Linked DNA regions of Rattus norvegicus: regions 1 and 3 are each linked to region 2. The links are chromatin contacts, called in public Hi-C and HiChIP or PLAC-seq maps. All regions are on one chromosome and are shown on one strand. Each heading gives the region's core, a stretch centred on a gene start, on an enhancer-like site or on the middle of the called end of the contact. The rest is flanking DNA. Distances are from core to core; before and after follow the strand shown.

Evidence for each region. A called contact is a pair of places that touch in the nucleus more often than the background predicts. HiChIP or PLAC-seq counts read pairs in DNA pulled down with a chosen protein or histone mark.
Region 1: a contact with region 2 is called in a Hi-C map of Schwann cells, with 5 times the contacts expected there. The contact joins the enhancer-like site here to the promoter of Enc1 in region 2. A contact is called at or near these places in 4 of 12 Hi-C or Micro-C datasets (Schwann cells, frontal cortex, mammary epithelial cells and 1 more) and 1 of 1 datasets of contacts at active chromatin or transcription factors (oligodendrocytes).
Region 3: a contact with region 2 is called in an H3K27ac HiChIP or PLAC-seq map of oligodendrocytes, with 7 times the contacts expected there. The contact joins the enhancer-like site here to the promoter of Enc1 in region 2. A contact is called at or near these places in 5 of 12 Hi-C or Micro-C datasets (the Rat2 cell line, Schwann cells, kidney and 2 more) and 1 of 1 datasets of contacts at active chromatin or transcription factors (oligodendrocytes).

What each region holds. Positions count from the first base shown.
Region 1 is chr2:30,613,212-30,616,529 of GRCr8, reverse strand. No RefSeq gene overlaps it. Among named protein-coding and RNA genes, the nearest start is that of Enc1, 330 kb to the right of the region's middle. Within about 2 kb of position 1,994, at least 15 of the 93 cell types and tissues checked have an H3K27ac peak or open chromatin away from gene starts, as enhancers often do. A contact at or near this core is called in Schwann cells, where this site is marked.
Region 2 is chr2:30,283,855-30,286,939 of GRCr8, reverse strand. It overlaps Enc1 (ectodermal-neural cortex 1), which reads right to left and starts at 1,666. Exons shown (of 3, transcript NM_001003401.2): 1 at 1,382-1,666.
Region 3 is chr2:30,721,555-30,724,777 of GRCr8, reverse strand. The region is part of intron 1 of LOC102551027 (a long non-coding RNA gene); the gene reads right to left. Among named protein-coding and RNA genes, the nearest start is that of Enc1, 440 kb to the right of the region's middle. Within about 2 kb of position 1,442, at least 7 of the 93 cell types and tissues checked have an H3K27ac peak or open chromatin away from gene starts, as enhancers often do.

The DNA of each region.
Region 1 (3,318 bases), core at 745-3,244, 330 kb before region 2:
ATGTCTCTACAGTCCGGCTGGCGGAAGCGAAGTTTTCTTGGCAACACCCCCACAGCGGCCTGCAGGAAAGGGTCACCCAAATCCACAAAGGGGTGACCGTCAAAGACTGCCTCTCTTCCCTCTTCTTTTTCCCATTTAGCTCTGAGCTATGAGCATGCTTAAAAGCACAAGTGAGGAGGCCAGTTCTGAATGCTCTTTGTTGTCTGAGATAAGTTCAAAGATATGGAAAGCCGCCCTCTGAGGCTAGAGGGAAAATGCTTTCTACTTAGCCGCCAAATGAGTTGAAAGTCTACAACAGGCTTCCCAGAAATTCAAAGGTGAGAACCAAGAAGGTAGTTGAAAATTGTTTCCTGACTTAGGAAAATAGTTTTCCCCTTTTTTCTTTCCCCTTCTTTTTTCCCCCTTTTTTCTCCCAACCCCCACCTTCGAAGGCAAATCAGATTCATGCAGCTGTGCCTTTAAAACAATTAGACACACCTAGACAACAAAAGGCCATGCCAAGAAACTGTCCCCAGGACAGAGACAGTGAGTGTTCTGACATCCTATGCACCGGTTGGCTTTTTACAATTCGAGGTCTGTCCATGAATGTTTCCCACACATAAAAAATGCAAGCATCCGACCTATAAGCCTGAGTGCCTTTTTCTCTCTGTTGCTGGTCAGAGCAGCTGGCAAAACATGAGCCAGGACTGAGAAACCCCTTGACACATCAGTCCACCGAGGTCCTTGGGACATGGTCAAAAAGATGTCTGGAGCTTTAAAAGACACTGATTGTTTAAAGAATGAAATCATTCATTTGAAACCTTAGCCCAGCATCATAATTAGACCCAGAAAGATATTGTGAGAGTCTCAACAAAAAAGACCGGTGTGTGTGTGTGTGTGTGTGTGTGTGTGTGTGTGTAGGGATGGGGAGAGGGAAGGGGAGGGGGAGGGGAGACACACACACACACACACACAGAGAGAGAGAGAGAGAGAGAGAGAGAGAGAGAGAGAGGTGTATATATAAAGGCCAACTTTGGATATCCTCCCTCAGATGGCCTCCACTTTTGATACAGGGTTTCTCTTTAGCCTAGAGTCTCCATATCATCTAGACTGCATGGCCATTGAGTCCCTAGGGAATCTGACTGTTCTATGTTCCCCCAGCCTAGGAATCACAAGTGTGCACTTTTACATGGGTGCTAGGAGTCAAACTCAGATATTTATGTATGACTGAGCAACTGTCCCAGACCACCTCCTTCTTTTTGTTTTGTTTTGACTCGTATTCACAAAGAAGAAAAGCCTGACAGAATAGGGTGATGCTAGTGTGGTATTGGAAGAAGACTAGTGTTGGTATTGGTATTGGACTCAAATGAGGACTCACAAGTCCTGATGGATCCCCAAACTTGATGTTAGCACCTATGCAAAAAACAAGGCAGGAAAAGTGTATTACCGAAAGGGCTACTAGGCATGAGGCCATCATAAGTCTCCAAGCCTCTGGAGTTTGTCGTCCCAGGCCATGCACTAGAGTGTGATAAAAAGCCTCTGTTATGAGGCGGTGAGGAGAGGAAAGGATGGGAAAGACCCGTTGCCGTCTGGGCCAATCATAACCTACGCACTTTGATCCCAATCTATGTGTTTTCTACAGCTTGTGGTGTCTCCCCTTTTGGAGACTCACAAAGATTATGAACTCACCCACGATCATCTCTGCTTTCTATAAAAGCACAACACAACTCAATGTTTAACCTCCATTCCAAACCCCAATCAGCTGTTTTGTTTCTTTTAGACAGTGTCTCACAATTGAACTATGGTGGGTATGGGACACATTATCTAAGCTGAAACTCAGAGAGACCTGAGTGCCTCTGCCTCCAGAGTGCTGGGATTAAAGGGGTATTCCACCACACCCAGCCCAACATCAGCCACCCCACCCCACCCTCCCACGTACCAATCCCACAAGGGCACGGATTCCAAACGCTGCCACTGCACTCGGCCTTTTTTTTTTTTTTTTTTCTCATTGCAAAACAGCCTTTGGGTCAAGAATGCATGAATCATATCAAAGAAAGAATAATAGTTTCAGGCTAGTTACTCTATGCACCGAATGAACAATTAATACATTGCCGCTGTCTGCAAAAATATGACCTAAACAAATAACAACAGTAAAAAAAAAAATCCCCACAGTTATTCAGTAGGCACACAGAACACGTTAGTTTCTGGCAATATCTCCAGGAATTAATCGAGTATAAAATACCATGCAAAAACGGGGGTACTCTAGTGGAAATGAAGAAGGGTAATGGTTTTACAGAAGACAGAGTCAAGCCTCACATCCCTCCCCTCCCCTCAGTTCCCTCCCATGCCTCCTTCCACAGAGACAGCAGGGCACAAGGAGGAAGTCGCCAAGATTTCTAAACAGAGAGCATGATTTACAGATGAATCACGACCATGTGGCCTACAGCTCTGTCAGAACTCAGGAGGGAGTCGCTCTCCGGTGGTAATGGCCTCATTACGAATGTTATGGAAGCTGCAGTGTGTCTTCTCTGAAAGATAAAGCGGTGTTACCCACACTTCACAGGGCAAATTAAATTCCTTTGAGCTGTTTACCAACTTGAAGTTGAGACTCAAATCAGTGCTATTGTCTATGAGCAGAAGTTTCAAGAGAAGACTATGTTAATACCTCAACCGAGCAGCTCTCTGGTGTTGCAGGGAGTTTCCTAAGAAGATGACTCCTTCCCATCTGCTGCTATATCTTCTGCTTGGCCGACTGGTTGATCTGATGGTCTTTGGTTCTGTGTGTTCTCTTTGGGAAGAAGAAAGCATCATTGTTAGCTTCAGACCTACCTACCAACTGTACAAAATCTTGGAATTTCTAGGTCATCTCTTGTTTACTAAATACCTACTATGTGCCTGGCTCTATCTTTAGTCAATCTGTATACAATATCTCATTCGAAGCCAATAGCCATCTCATGAGATAGGCCTATTTCCACACTGTACAAGTAGATACACCAAGAAATGAGGGTTCCTGCCCAAGTCAAGTGATAGTATTGATTACAAATTTGAACCTGTTGTGGTATTGCAGACCTGTCATTCCAACCCCCAGGAGGCTGAGGCAAGAGGATAGTGAGACCAATCTGAGCTATAAATCAAACGTTCATCCAGTGGGATGGGGGAGACGCAGGGAAAAGAGAAGAGGAGACTACTGTGTCACCAGCTTCCCTCAATAGCATCAGGAGCAGCTACGCATGTCTGTGATCTGTTCCCACATAAACATCTTCAAACATGCAAAACGAGAGGCCAGCATTTGCTCAACTTGTTCACAGAGCCTGTACTGCTCTTCCTGTCACTGCTCTT
Region 2 (3,085 bases), core at 417-2,916:
TATGGAAGCTGCCTCCTCTCGGGCTGCGAGCCAAGAAAGGAACGCCAGGAACACAAGCATCTAAGTGCTAGCAGGCTGAGCTGGAATCCCACAGGGCTAGAGAGTCAGGGTGGTATAAAACAACTACAACCAGGTGTATACTTAAGAAAACAGTTTGTCTAGAAGACCTACAAGACGTGCAACACGCTGCTGCGTCTGTGTTTTCTAAGCCCCCCCCCCCCGAAAACCAGAAGGCACTGTCTACCCTATCACCTTGGACCCCATCCCACAGGAAAGGGATGTCACGGTCACAATTTCTCATCTTGCAACCACTGTATGATTAAAACAAAAGGTGCACTTGAAGACCCAAGGGAGACAATGTGCTCCCTGGTTTAGAAGCACGCAAACATCAAAATAGCCACAGAAATAATGTATACCTTTTCTAAACACACCTTAAACATAAAATGAATCGTTCTTCCCAACATTTTTTAAAGCCCCCAGAGACATAAGTCTGAATGCTAAGGAAATGGTCCCCCAAACGCACATATATACTTAACTTGCATCTACAAAGAAGGCAGAGAAAAAGACTATTACTGTGAACATCAAAAGGGCATCTAGTTCAGTAACTTCGGCTCATTTACTCCTGTTCACACGCATGATGTCTGCCTCCAACACTGGGAGCACCTCCGTCTCTCTCCTGGTTTGAAGCTTGATCTCAATCCCACGAGAAAAGACACCAGGCAGATGTTCTCCAGCATTCACATTATTGACAACAATGGAACCACACTATAAAGATGTTTACAAAAATAGCTCTTCGCCACAGTCCCCTACAACACTTGCAACGCTATTTAACACGCTGGACATGCCAGTGAGGGCGACACCAAATTACAAGTCCAAGTTCACCGTTTCATCTCCACCCCGCCCACCAATTCCTAGCCTTTGAAATTAATGTCATTCTAAAAGGCAAAAGCTTGCAGGAGAGGAAACTCGTTTTTCAGGAACCAGTTTTCATTCATTTGGCTGAAGTCAAGTGCCCGCATGAGGAGGTCTGGGCATGGCCCCCACCGTCCCCCGGAACCGGCTACGAGGCACCCTGGGGAACCGATCCCACGCTCTGGGCTGCCTGAAGGCTGCTGGGAGCCGGGGTAATAACATCCCCCAACCTGGCTCCTCGCACACACCGAGACTTGCCCGGGCGTTACACTGCAGAGGAGAGGCAAGTCGCTCTCCCAGTGCTGTCTCACACCAGCCACAGTTCTGCCTCGAGAGCACCTCCTGGGCTTAAGCCACAGCCAGGGTGGCCGGCGCCGGCTCGGTGCTCGCAAGCACACCCTGCGGCAGACCTCCCAACCCCCGAAACCCGGGCGCCCGCAACAGGTTTGGGGTTGCAGGGCAAACTTACAGTAGTGGCGACTGGCCTCCGCACACAACCGGCTGGGGTTCTTGCCTCGGTCACCCGCAGGGAGCCGAAGAAAGGCGTCTCTGTTCCAGGAAGCGGTGGCGATCGCCGGGGAGAAAAGAGCGCCGGGAAGGGAGGCGATGGCGTCCCGGGTAGTGGCTCTCAGGCCGGCTCCGGCAGGCAGCTGATCTCGGTCTCCCGATCAGCAGCTACGGACCTGGCGCCCCGGCCGGGCCAAGCGTCTGCGGGCGCTCGCCTAGCCAGGGGAGAGTGAGCCTGCGGCGGCCGCGCCGCTAAGGAAGGCGGGCTGCACGCAGTGGGAGGGAGCCGGGCTGCGGCGGGAGCGCTGGCGGCCGCCTGGCGTCGGCTCTGGGTCTCTGCAGCGCCTCCGTCGCGCCGACCGCTCTGAGGCTGCGGGAGCAGACTGCGCCGGGCCACCGTGCGCCGGGCTATAAGTTGCGCCCGGGAGGGGGCGCGTATGCAAAGAGACTCGCTAGTGGGAGGAGGGAGGAAGCGCGTCCACGCTGCGGGCTGGAGCGGGAGGAGCTGGGGGCTGGAGGTGGGGGCTGTCGGGGGGAGTTTGCCGGAGAGGAACCAGGGAAGTGGGGCGGGGAGTGAACGGAGACAAAGCGGACGCCCTAGCTCAGCTACGGGCAGCTGCAGCCCCTGGGGACCGCGAAGAAAATAAGTTTGAGGGGCTCCGAGGACCTTCGCCTCTCCGGGTCAACCCTATTCAAGGCTGGGTCGGGGGCTGGGGCGTCCACTGCAGGGGAAAGCAGCCCTGGGAGCTTTCCTGTGCTCAAGGGTGCGGGGAACCTAAGAATGCTCAGTGGAATAGTCAAGGCCAGGCCGGGGGTCCCACGCACCGGCAAGCACAGCCACTCATTGGGTTAGATCCCCCAACCGCAGGCAGAGCCTCGTTCCCGCTGGAGCAAGGGAAGAAGCCCTGGTTTGGACCTTGGGGACACTGCGGGTCGAGCAAGTGGACTTTGGGTTACTTGCTGGCAAGAAGCCAGACTTCTACTCCAGGCTCTTGCCGGGTGTCTGCCTTCCCCACCCCAAATTGGTGAGGAACCCGCGACAGGACTCTGCCTCGCTCGGAGCTGGAGCCACAGCAACCCCGGCTGGGTCCTGCGGGCCCACGTGTTTCGCAACCAATCGCCAGGGCCGCTAGATTCAAAGCAAACTCCTCCAAGGAGCAGTCACGCTGCCTCCTCCTGGTAGGGAAGGCGTCTCAGTCACCTCGAGACTCGGCCTTTCTTGGGTTTTGTTGGTTGGTGGATTTTGGAGCTCAGTCAAGAAATAGTACCCCACCACACACACACACACACACACACACACACACACACACACACACACACACCGTAAAGCCTCGAGAGTATTCGAAAAAAAAATCAATTCATGTAGCCACAACTGTTTATGACTCTCATTTCTGACTCTTTGTGCCAGGGCATTTGGCTGGGAGCTAAAACGCCACTTTTGAGTTGGCTCTTACTCCGCATTTGAGATACGTAGGGACGAACTGTATAGATCATTGGCCCAACCCCTTATCGTACAGGTGAGCAAGGAAAAGTCTTGGGCGATGTGAATTGCCTGTCTGGAGATCTGCACACCCTCAATAGTGGCCCGGGAGATCGACTTTACCCTGTCCTCTCCATTTCCCCAACGCTGCGCCCCGAGTCTTCCTTTTCTTAAAACGCCAGGCGT
Region 3 (3,223 bases), core at 193-2,692, 440 kb before region 2:
AGGACAGCAGTACTGAAGGCCGGCTCTCCCATTACAGCAACCCTGGAATATTCCAACCCAGATGAAGAACAGCAAAACAACCTTAAAACAAACTTCAGGAAAATGAGGGAGGACTTTAAAGAGGAAATGAATAAACCCTTTAAAAGAAATCTAAGCAATTGGAGGAAATGAACAAATTTCTTAAGGAAAGCCAAGAGGAAACCATCAGGTAAAGGAACTGGAACTAGAAATAGAAGCAATAAAGAAAACACAAACTGAGGCAACTCTGGAGATGGAAAAATCTAGGAGAGAGAACAGGGACAACAGACACAGAATACACGAGAATGAAGAGAGAATCTCAGAAGGAGAAGATACAATAGAAGATGCTGATATATCGGCCAAAGAAAATGTTAAATCTAAAACATTCCTGACACAAAGCATCCATGAAATGTAGGACAAATAAATGTAGAATTAGGGTAAATGCATATTTGACTGAACAATAGCACCTAGACTTTGATACTACCCGTCCATTCCAGTATTTTGAGTAGGGAAACAGGTCACTCTTTGTTGAGTCAAAATAAATTCAGTGCTCATGACCACCATTGTTTTAATAAGAGAAAATGAAGCCAAAGCTACTGGCATACACCGCATATAAAAAGGCTGAGTTAGCTGATATACTGCATTTATTTTTATGGCTCAGAGTTTAAATTAGTGATTTCCATAATGTCACCAAACAGGAGTAAACTACAAAAATGAATTTGGGGAACACAGCCAGATGTAATATGTCAAGGAATATCAGAGAAAAGGAAACCCCATATGCATATACACCAGCTTCCCTTCACTCTTCTTACTCAGCTCTTTCGTGGGTGTGTAAAGAGTAATCAATAAAAGATTGGAAAACCCTGAACAGACTTGACAGACATGGCATCCTGCCTCTGCAGAGGCAAAGCAGACACACCACAAACTAATGAATAGTATACAGTCCTACCCATCTTGGAAGCTCAAAATGTATTTATTTAGTTTTGTTTCAAACAACCCAGCTGTGAGTGCCTAAAACCAGTAGGCGGGCTCAAGACAGGTGAGGCCATTTTTCAACTGGAACACCCCGTCCTCTCTCAGGAGGCAGCCACCACAGGTAGACTCATTTCTCAGCCCCAGAGAGAACTCAGTGTTAGTGCTCTCACCAAGGTCTTGCTAAACCTATTTGCAGCCGGAGGTCCAGCCACTTAGCACCTCTAACCTTCCTGTCTCTCCAGCCCATCTGAATGCCCTACCGGGTCAGCATGAGGAGTGGCTACCAGTGGCTGTGAAACAAAGAGTGCCCAGTTTAATTGCCTCTTTAGTGTGTCACTTTAAGACCAACACTCCGATTGTGCTGGAAAGCCAGCAGAGTCTTCATCCCTCATCCATCCTTATCAAGCAGACAACAGGCAAGCCAAATTTTGTTTACGGAGTCCAGCTTTGCAAGCTACGCCATCCGCCTGATGCTTCACATTTTCCACACCACTGCACCACAGATCTTCCTGGCTTCGTGTGAGAGTGCTTCAGATCCCGTGAAACCAAAGCCAGGAACTGGTGAGACACGCCGCTGCGAGTGAGGGCCTCTTGGCAGAGTTGACTCCTTGGGGAAATGGAGGCTTATTTAACAGCATGTGCAACCTATTAGCTTTGGGCTCCATGGGAAAAGGCCAAGAGAAAGAAGGAGACGCAGGGGTGGGAGGGCTCACTTTGTGGTTTTAGTCAAAGCCTCAGGCTCTCCTAATTCGCTGAGATAAAAAGAGCTAACCATTTTGGGGTCTTTGCATAATGTGAATTTGGAAGTGTCTCTGCATTTTCATTTAGCATTGAATAACTATTGTCTCAATTTTTTTTTTCATTTCAAATTGGCCAATGAGCCAAAGGGTTATTGTTCTACTCATCTCGTTTGTTATAGATATAGAATTGCAGTATGGAAGTCAGGGAGTAAAGCATTGTCTGACTGTGTGCTATGCTCTTAGTTAACTAAATAGTTTTGACGTTGAATTGAGGGTAATGATGGGGTCTCGGGTGAACTAGATGTTGAGAAAAGAGTATTTTTCTTTTTCTTAAAAATAAGTCACATTAATGAAATTTTCTTGTGTGTGATAAAATCAAAGAAAGTAGAGAGAGCGTGGGGTTTGGGGTTGGTTAGTTTTCAATGGAGTAAAAAGGAACAGTCAAATCACGCATAGATTTATAATAACTGGGTGTGTATCATTATGACTTGCTATCTGTGGTCTTGGCAGTCTGTAACTCAATAAATAACAGAAAGGTTCTTACCTGTTTTTTAGTTTGGATCTCGTTTTAAGTAGTTGTATTTAATTAGGATCACACGCCTATTGTGTTATGGTAAGGTTCAGATTAAGGTTAGCTTCATCATGTCAGATGAAGACTAGATTCAAGTTTAAGGTATGTTCAGATATATAGAACTAATAGCCACTCTTCCTAGCTAGTTTTAGCAGCTAGGAATGCCCTAGGCTGCAAGGAATACTAGCCTAGCCAATGCAGCCTTAAAGAAAACCCATAGAAGGGGCTGCTATAGGGGCTGCTATTGTAAGGCAGAGATGTTCAGTTGTCACAATGTTATCATGAAGCCAAGTGCTTTCATCTGGTCCCACATCCTTAGAGCATCAGCTCCTCTCTGGGACTGCCGGATGTCTGTCCATGCCCAATGCCTGGCCTTTTGAGTAAGAAGCTAACAACACAGATGACCTTAAGTTTGTTTCTCACTCACTTCAACTCCCTTTTTGGCAAAGAATCACTCTGAGGAAAACAGAGAAAGCAAGTATTAATTCTTCCCTTCTTTGGAGTAGAAATGAGTTAGAGGAAAACACTGTTAGGAACAGGCATCAGGGACATTAGAGGAGTATAAAGTGTCAGATGAGGATTTGCCACAACATATCACACATGCTGGCAACTTCAGGAAGAACAGAGGACCTGTCTCCTCTAGACAATAAAGACAGGGCTTATTAGAAACCAGATGTCACCTTCTTCCTGGATGGTAGAGATATGTGCCCCTATGGATAGAAATCTGAACTCTTAAAGGCCAACGAGAGATCTCATTACCAACCTAGGACACTAAAAACTATCTAGAACTAAGATGAAGACTTACTGTGGTTTTAATTTTACAAATTAAAACTTAAGTAAGTTGTATATATCTGAATATCAGATAAACCAAGTAGTGTTTGTCATATTGTAGCAAATTAGATGAATTTTCAATGAGATC